Linked DNA regions of Mus musculus: region 2 is linked to region 1. Evidence: chromatin contacts called from public promoter capture Hi-C data. All regions are on one chromosome and are shown on one strand. The core of a region is the stretch at or near the end of the contact, and the rest is flanking DNA. Distances in the headings are between cores, read along the strand shown. Region 1 overlaps Gm14486 (predicted gene 14486). Region 2 holds the start of 1700001O22Rik (RIKEN cDNA 1700001O22 gene).

The links. Promoter capture Hi-C pulls out the DNA fragments that hold promoters and counts their contacts.
Region 2: a contact with region 1 is called in a promoter capture Hi-C map of hippocampal neurons, with 4 times the contacts expected there. The contact joins the promoter of 1700001O22Rik here to the enhancer-like site in region 1. A contact is called at or near these places in 6 of 39 promoter capture datasets (embryonic stem cells, hippocampal neurons, liver and 2 more), 2 of 15 datasets of contacts at CTCF or cohesin (both in embryonic stem cells), 18 of 484 Hi-C or Micro-C datasets (CD4 single positive thymocytes, CD8 T cells, the N1E-115 cell line and 13 more), 21 of 115 datasets of contacts at active chromatin or transcription factors (bone marrow-derived macrophages, craniofacial prominence, differentiating embryonic stem cells and 14 more) and 4 of 9 other capture datasets (adipose tissue, embryonic stem cells, liver and 1 more).

What each region holds. Positions count from the first base shown.
Region 1 is chr2:30,668,120-30,673,032 of GRCm38.p6, reverse strand. It overlaps Gm14486 (predicted gene 14486), which reads left to right. Exons shown (of 4, transcript NR_136917.1): 2 at 3,126-3,200. Among named protein-coding and RNA genes, the nearest start is that of Gm14486, 7.4 kb to the left of the region's middle. Within about 2 kb of position 1,667, at least 18 of the 459 cell types and tissues checked have an H3K27ac peak or open chromatin away from gene starts, as enhancers often do. A contact at or near this core is called in cerebral cortex and hippocampal neurons, where this site is marked.
Region 2 is chr2:30,800,369-30,804,713 of GRCm38.p6, reverse strand. 1700001O22Rik (RIKEN cDNA 1700001O22 gene) reads left to right here and starts at 2,977. Exons shown (of 7, transcript NM_198000.3): 1 at 2,977-3,574; 2 at 3,713-3,800; 3 at 3,898-3,990. The coding sequence starts at 3,157.

The sequences.
Region 1 (4,913 bases), core at 418-2,917:
GCTTCAGCCTCTCAAGTTCTGGGATGAAAGATAGAAGCCACCATGCCTGGCTAATGACAGGATGCTTTTGTTGTGTGCGGTGTGGGGTGTGTGTGAGCGTGTGTGTGAGGTGTGTGTGTGTGTGCACATGAGTGTGCTACCAGAGCTTGATGTTACATGTCCATGTCCTCCTCGATTGCTCTATATAATCTTTCTCTGTTTCTCTCTATATCTATCTATCTATCTATCTATCTATCTATCTATCTATCTATCTATCTATCTATCTATCTATTGCTCTATATAATTTTTCTGTTTCTCTCTATATCTATCTATCTATCTATCTATCTATCTATCTATCTATTGCTCTATATAATCTTTCTCTGTTTATCTATCTATCTATCTATCTATCTATCTATCTATCTATCTATCTATCTATCTATCTATCTATCTACCGTTGTGTTTTGATTTTCAAGAAAGGCTTTCTTTGTATAGCTTTCATGGGCCTGGAACTTACTCTATAGGCCAGGCTGGCCTTGAACTCACAGAGATCCCCCTGCCTCGGCCTCTGCCTCCCAAATGCTGATGTTAAAGGAGTGCTCCACCAGCAGCACTATATTTTTGAGACAAGGTCTTCTTCCACTGAAGCTGGACCTCACTGGCTCAGCCAGGCAGGCCGGCCAGTGAGACCCAGGGAGCCTCCTGCCTCATGCTCCTGATGCTCGAATTTCAAGAACACATCTTCACACCTGACTTTTTACAGGGTACCAGGGATTGAACTCAGGTCCTCATGTTTGCACAGCAATCTGTCTACCCAATGTGTCATCTTGCCAGCCCCTGATGGTGGAATTTGTAATGTCTGTGAGTTTTTTGGTTGCATTTTGCTCCGATTTTGTAGTTATTACTATGGAAGTTTATTCATTATTTGTTCACATGTGTATTTACGTGTGAGCCATGGTGCACACATGGAGGGCCGAGGACAGCTTGGGGGAGTGGGTTCTCACCTTCCACCATGTGGGTCTCCATAGATAGAACTCAAGTCACAAGGCTCTGCTGCAGGCATCGTTTGTTCATGACGGAGCCATCTCCCTGCGCAGCCCTAGTGCATTCTGTTTTTCTGAACATCCTTCTCCAAAGAGACAAACAAACAATTGCAGTGCATTGTTGTAACCAGTCCAGGCAGTTAGTAGGGGCAGCTAGGCTCTGGGCAGACAGGTAAGCGATGGGGGTGGGGAGGAGTATGGGTGGCTGGGACACCAGCTGGCCCTGTGGGGAGGGCCCTGCTCTGCTCTGCTCTTACCTACACCACCAGCTGACACATCACTCAGGGAGGAACAGTGAGTCCCAGCTCCCCAGGAGGCTCAGCACACTCAGCTCCTGGGGTGTGGAAGGGCCCCCTGTCCAGACCTTGGTGGGCGGGTCAAGTACATCCACTTGCCCCAAGGCAGGCAGCTTGGCAGGTCCATGTTGTGGGCAGTCCTCTCCCATATTGATCCCAACCATCCAGTAGATGATGAGGAACTGTAGGAACCCATGGGGAAGTCCAGGCCATCTCAGAGGTCTGCCAGAGGTCCAGGAAGCCCTGACATTCCCTTTGCCGCAGTGAGAGGAGGCTGGGGATGCTGGAGAGTCACACTTGGTGCTGAAGCTGGGAAAGAAAGCCAGGCTGTGCTCAGAGCATTTTTAACCCAGAGCAAGCTCAGCTCTGCTCTAATGAGTGCACAGTGCAGCAGGCGGGTAGGAAGGGAGCTGCAGGGTGTGGGGGTGGGATGGGGACAGGGGGCGTTGGCAGGACAGGGAGCTCAAACAGACCTCCTTACCTGGGCCTCACCTGTCCTTGGGGACTCCAGTGTTTCCAAGCAAGGGCAAAGGCAGAATTTCTGGGCTGCATCTGGAGGTCACACCAGAGGTCCTACAGCCCTCTCTTTGCTGGGGATCAGCAGAGGGGTACCCAGTCTTCGTAGGTGAGGCCCAGCTGTAGCACCTACAAGGACAGCCAAGGCTGGCATTCCGACCACCACCCACTGGGCTCTGTCCCACCTCATCTGCCCACTTGGCTCTAGCTCCTGGCCCAGCCTGTGTTGACACTGTGTAAAGGCAGCAGCTCTTAGTGTTTCTGGCATCTCCCTGCTGAATCCCAAGTGTTTGGGCTCAAAAAATCTAGGCTGGGTGACCTTGAGCAAGTAGTTTGCCCTCTCTGAGCCTCAGATTCCTTCCTTTTCTGGAGATAGATGCCTGTCCAGCATGCCTGGAAACTGGGCAGCTTGTAGACCACAAGCAAAGCTCTGGTCTGCCGTTTAGAGTGATGGCTACCTTCTTCCAGAAGTTTCCAGCATTTCGTATCAGGCAGTCCTCCTGGGAGCTCCATCCAGATCTCTGAATGTCCAGGGAAGGATGAGCTGCATCTGCAGCGTGTATGTGCATGTGCACGTGTGTGTGTGTGTGTGTGTGTGTGTGTGTGTGCATGTATTTGAGGGTGTTTGCATTTTAAAAGAGTCAGACCACTCTGCGGTCACAGGCTGGTGGCTGCTGATGGGAAGGGAGTTTAGAAGGGCGTTAATCACAAAGGGGACATGCAAGCTAGGGGAAGCTGGTAATTGAGCGTGCTGGTGAGGAGAAAGCTGGGCGCCTGATGTCTCAGGGCCACTAGACCTGCGGCTCACAGGCTTTCCTGGGGCCAGGGACAGTGAGTGATGGAAGGACAGGGAGAGAGGAGCCACGATGGGCCTGTGATGGAAGGAGCCTCTGTCTCCCTGCTGTTGGAGGAACTGGTGTAGGGTCCAGGGTGAGTTCTCTGTCTTCTTGCCTGGCCTGGATGTCGCTGCTCCTGCTCGCTGAGGCATGAGGTAGGGGTGTCTTAGAGCAAGGCTTATGTTAATTTAGTGAGCACGAGTGCGTGTATGTGTGTGTGTGTTTGGTGCACGGGCATGTATGTGCCATGTCACACGAGAGGAGGTTAGAAATAACTTTTGGAAGTTGTTTTTCTGCTTGCACCGTGTGGGATACAAGAACTGAACTCTGGTCTGCAGGCTTGGTAGCAAGTGCCTTTATTGCCTGAGCCATCTCAGTAGCCCTGGGTTCTTATTTTTAACAATGATCACAGGTTCTGTCACCCACACAGCCACTTCTTTTCCTCTTTTTCATGGAAGCCGCTGGAGGCCGTGGGTCCTGGGAGCTCAAGTGCAGCCCCGTGGTGAAATTCATCTAGCAAGCACTACTGTGAGGTTTGTATTTGAGCTCCAGTACTGGGGTGGGGGTGGGGAGCAGAGCTGGAAAGAGAAGGAAGAGAGGGAAAGAGGAAGGGAGGGAGGGGAGGCAGGGAGGGAGGGAGGAAGGGAGGGAGGGAGGGAGGGAGGGAGGGAGGGAGGGAGGGAGGGAGGGAGAAAGAAAACTAGGTAGAGCAATGTGCATCTGTCATCCCAGAACTGGGATCAGGAGTTCAAGGTCAGCCAGGGATACAAAAGAAGTTTGAGTCCAGCCTGAACTTCATTAGATTCTGTCTCAAAACAAACCTGCGGGCCAGTTTTACATCAACTTGACACTGCTAAAGTCATCTGGGAGGAGGGAACTTCAATTAAGAAAATGACTCTAATGTGTGGTGAGTGTCTTTAATTCCAGCACTTGGGAGGCAGAGGCAGGTGGATTTCTGAGTTCGAGGCCAGCCTGGTCTACAAAGTGAGTTCCAGGACAGCCAGGGCTACACAGAGAAACCCTATCTCAAACAAACAAACAAATAAAACAAACAAACAAACAAACAAACAAACAAAACGCCTCTACAAGATTGGCTGTAAGCAAGTCTGTGGGGCATTTTCTTAATTAGTGATTGATGGGAGAGGGCCCCGGCCATCGTGGGTGTTGCTATCCCTGAGCGGGTGGTTCTGGGTTCTATGGGAAAACAGGCTGAGCAAGCGCAAGGACTAAGCAGCATCCCTCTGTGGCTTCCATATCAGCTCCTGCCTCCAGGTTCTTGTCCTGACTCCCTTCAATGATGAACAGTGATGTGGATGTGTAAGCCACACGAGGCCTTTCCTTCCTAGCTTGCTTTTCGGTCATGATGCTTCATCTCAGCCATAGAAACCCTAACTAGGAGACAAACAAAACCCCCAGAAATCTAGGGCCTTAGCTCAGTTAGTGGAGGGCTTCTGTAGCATGTGTGAAGCCCTGGTTCTGTCCCCAGCACTATATAAACCAATAATATCACACACCTCTAATTGTTTGGAGGTGGAGGCAGGACGATCAGTTCAAGGTCATCCCCAGCTACATAGCGAATGTGCCGGCAGCATGAGATACACAGGCTATCCCAAGAACAGTAATAAACAAATACATAAATGAGGAGTAAGGTGATGTCTGCATTATGTTGCTATGTACCAGGGAGGTGTCCGTGAACAGACCACCCGGAAGGGGCAGACAGAATATCATTCATTTCCTGTTCTCCAAGGCTGGATCTGGCTTTTGAATACATTTAACAGAACATGGGATTTTTCAGTTGTATGACAAGTTAGGATGGCAGCTAAGAAGTTGGGACTCAGGGTGGGACAGCTCTGGCCTCGATGTCATTTCAGGTCCCCCAGCCACAGACTGGTGGCTCTTGACAAGCAGAACCAGGTCCATTGCTGAAGAGAGTATGTGCAGTGGCCATCTGGATATCCTTGGTCCTGTGTTGGACCAGGAACACTCCAGTTGCTCTTTTGTACACGTCCCTAAAAATCATGTCACTGATCCTGCCAGGACCCTCAGGGAAGCACCTAGCTGCTCAATAAATCCTGGAGGAATGAGTGAGGGAAGGAAGGAAGGAAGGAAGGAAGGAAGGAAGGAAGGAAGGAAGGTAGGTACAAATGCCCATCCCAGTTGCTCCCTTGTTCTGCCCCTTACGGATACTCCACTCTCCTCAGAATTTGGAGAGGCCCACCCACTAGGAAGAGCATGCTGTGGTGGTG
Region 2 (4,345 bases), core at 1,728-4,227, 130 kb before region 1:
TAACTATCCCTACCTGACTGAGATCAGTGTTTGTGTGGTTTGTGGGGTGACTCCTGGACCCCAACAGATCCAGTGTCCACTTCTGGCTTCCTGCACTGAGCATGCACATGCTTACACACAGATACCCACAGAGTCATCTTAAATAATGATACAACGGTGATGTAGCTCAGTTGGCAGCGTGATCGCCTGGCATGTATGATGTCCTGTGTTTGATACCCCAGTCCCACATAAAGCCAGCGGTAGCTGGACGTTGTTACAGTCTCGGTATTTAGGAGGCAGAGAGGCCTTCAGTTGGTAGAAGGATCAGAAGTTCAAGGTTATCATTGACTAGATTTGAGAACTGCAGGCCCTGTTTTAGGAAAAAAGATAAATAAAATAACAAAACCAGCCAGGCAGTGGTGTAATGGCACAGTGGCACACACCTTTAATCCCAGCACTTGGGAGGCAGAGGCAGGCGGATTTCTGAGTTCAAGGCCAGCCTGGTCTACAGAGTGAGTTCCAGGACAGCCAAGGCTACACAGAGAAACCCTGTCTTGAAAAAGCAAAAAAAAAAAAAAACAATTATGTCATACCTGGGTATACTTGCCTGAGCTGAGCCCTCATCACCCAACCTGAAGACTCTCATGGGCACTTCTCCCAGCTCTCCCAACCAAGACTCACACTTGAGCCCATTTGCCCCATGGCACTCCCAGAAAGAAGGACCCTGTCAGCATCATATAGCCGAGAGAAACAGAAAATGAACATGCCTTGGTTCCTGGATTTCCAGGCCCCCTGTGCTCTTCTTGTCCTAGGAGGGTGGGGGTAATACACCTCTCCTTTCCTTCCATCTTTGTTTTCCACTCAGTCAAGCACAGCCTACTCTGGGTCTAAAAGAGCGCTCTGGTCCTCTTTGGATCAGGCATGGCTGCTCTGACCCAGAGTGCCTCTATGGGTGTGGCCCCAGGCCCCCAGAGTACACCAGCCCCACCCTTGTCCCCAGGACACAGTGCCCATTGCTCCCCAGTGGCTGTGGGTAAGATCGGATCACAATGACTCTAAGAACACTTTCAGGCACCTGGGCAGAGCTGTCAGAGGGAGCAGGTGGAAAGATGGGCTCTCCCAGCAAATAGCCCACCTGTCAGGGGGCTCTAAACTTACAGGACCTTCTGTGGCCTCACCCAGCAGGTGAGTGTGATATCCTAGGATCCTTTTAGAGGTGATGACAGCTTTGGGAAGAAGCAAGCCGGAGATGCCAGTGTCAGAGCTCAAGGGACTGGGCCTTTACTCCCTAACTGGGATGATGCTCAGAATCTGTGTCTTGGCTGGATGTGGCTGGATGGTGGAACACTTATCCAGGCTCTCTGTCTCATCCCCAGCCTTGGGGAAGGGGCACCAAACATGGTCTTGGCTCCTCCCCAGATCCACTGTCAGCATCTGGGGTAGGAGGTGGGAGAAAGTCATGTGTATCTGCAGCCTGGTCCTGATCTGAGAGTGACTTCCCCATCAGAGTTTACAAACTGGAAGTCTACAATTTCAGTAGGAGGTCTAGCCCTCCCACGCCTTCTCCTGCTATGCCCGTAAGTCATGTGTGAGCTGCCAGGGGTGACCCAGGACTTGGAAAACAGAGGCAGGGGAATGATGGATTGTGCCTTGTAGGGAGACTTCCCCAAAAGGAATTAATTGAACAAAGAGTCAGATGCAGGCTTTGTCCTAGTCTTTAGGGGAAAGCTCTCTGGTTGCCCAGATCTCAAGACTATTAAGGATTGGAGCAGAAACAAAACGCTAAGTCAGTGGTTCTCAGCCTCCCTATGCACGCTCCCTCATGCTGTGTTGACCCCAAATATATAACTATTTCCATTGCAACCTCTAACTGTAACTGTAATGTTGCTACTGTTGTGAATTGTAATGTAAATATCTGTGTTTTCTGATGGTCTTAGGTGACCCCTGTGAAAAGGCCGTTGTGACCCTCACAAGGGTCACAACCCACAGGTTGAGAAACACTGTTCTAAATCATATTTTTTAGACAGGATTTCATTTAGCCCACGCTGACCTTGAAGTTGGTATATAGCCAAGCACAACCTTGAATTGTTTATTTTGAGACAGGTTCTCTCTCTCTCTCTCTCTCTCTCTCTCTCTCTCTTGTTTTGGTTTTTGTTTTGTTTTGTTTTTGAGGCAGGGTTTCTCTGTGTAACCCTGGCTGTCCTGGAACTCACTCTGTAGACCAGGCTGGCCTTGAACTCAGAAATCCGCCTACCTCTGCCTCCCAAGTGCTGGGGTTAAAGGTGTGTGCCACCATTGCCCTGTGTTTGAGACAGGTTCTTACTATGTAGCTCTGGCTGGCCTGGAATTCATATGTAGACCAGGGTAGCCACAAACTGAGAGAGATGCCTGCCTCTGCCTCCCAAGTGCTAGAGCTAAAGCTGTGCACTACCACACTTAATAGCCTTGAGGTTTTTTGTTTTGTTTTGTTTTTCAAGACAAGGTTTCTCTGTTTAGTCCTGAAACTCACTTTGTAGACCAGGCTGGCCTCGAACTCTGAGATCCACCAGCTTCAGCCTCCTGAGTGCTGGGATTAAAAGCATGTGCCACCACTTCCTGACAATAGCCTTAATTTAAAAAAAAAAAATATGAGTATGAGTGTTTTGCCTCCATGGCAGTGCATTTTGTGCGTGCCTGGTGACCTTGAGGCTAGAAGAGTGGCGGATAACTTTGGCACTGGAGGCTGTGAGTTGTTCTGTATATACGGTATGGGAATCTAAGTCCGGTCCTCTCGCTGATCTGTTTCTCTAGCCTATGCAACTGCCTCCCAAGTGCTGAAATCACAGGCATGGGCCGCCACGCTCAGTTTCTTGCACATTCTAGACAAACCCTCTCCCAAGTGTGCTAAGTGATAGGAAAGGCGGTCTTAGGCCAGCAGGTGCAGAGAGCTCTGCACTGTGCCAGGCGCTCCGCGTGCTCTAGCTCATGTCAACGTCACAGCCGCCCCAAAGGGCTGGCGTTCCCGCCCTCACCGCCTTTGCGCCGGGACACAGCAGGCTAGGGTCCTGCCGGAGTCGGCTTCTGCTGCCCCTTCCCGGCGCTATGGACTGCGGGCTGGAATACGACCTTCCTGCGGCCCCGCTCGCCCCTGCGCGTCCCCCGGGCGCGAAGGTGTCCTGAGCCGAGCTCTGACTCAGGATGTTCCGGCGCCAGTCCATGGAGGGGACCCCGGCCTACAAGCCCAAGGGATATCCCGACGGGACCACCCAGCGCCGCCCTGTTAAGCGGCTGCCGATGCTGCTGCCAATGCTCGAAGGCCGTGTGGGGCGAGATGTAGACGGCGCGTGGCGGCGGGACCGCAAGTCCCAGCGCCTGCCTTGCGGGTCCCCCGAGTCCCCGAACGCTCGGCGAGACCGTGGGACCGCGCGCGCACTGCTACTGCCGTCGCTGCAGCCGAGCAGCTCGGCCCGGGAGGCGGGAACTCGGGGGAACCGGCAGCCTGCAGCCCGCGACAACCCTGACTCCCTGGGCACGCTGCTGGGGAAGCTGCTGCCCAACAAGTTCCGCCACTTCCTGCACCACCTGAGCGCCGAGAGCGCAGACCCAGAGGCGGACCGTGAGGCCGGGGGGATGGGGTGGGGAGTGGGTGTGTGTGCGCGGAGTCTGGGGTTCCCAAGCGAGGACTGTCTCCATCTCAACGGGCTCTCCTCCTCCCCCTTCTCCTTTCCTTCCTCCTCCTGTTGTCCCCACCCAGCACCCTCAGCGCCACATAACCCTAGGAGTACATCAAATCACTGCCTAGCTTCTCGGTCTTCCAGCTGCTTATTCCTCCCAGACCTGTGGTAAGCGGAGGGGACCCTCTTGATGAAGGAGGGGTTGCCTTGAGTGCTACCAAGGTGGGCCTCTGCTCACATCAGCTGTGACTTCTTTCTCTTTGAGGGACAAACCATTGCACTGGGACAACAATTTTAAAGAGAAGACTACCCTGGGGCTCCCAAGAGGTGAACTTGCCAGAGCCAAAAAGGCCCATCCGTGAGTAGTAGCTGTTGTGAGTACACACGTGCTATAATTTTGTAGCGTTGACTCTCTCCTCCCACCATCACGTGGGCTTGGGGGATGGAAAGGAGGTCATAGGCTTGCCTAACAATCACTTCTATCATTTCCCCAAGCCATGAGTTCTGGGAATGGGAACAGGAAGGCATTCGTTCGCTCCCTTGTTTCCAGACATTTAGTAATGGATTTACCGTGTATCTATCGATCCACTCACCTATCCATCCTTTCACGCACCTAACCCCTTACTCACAAACCAGGTCTTCTATAAGCTATTGTGAATCTCCATCCACCTAGCCATCGAAGCATCTAACTGGCCATGAACTCATAACTGCCC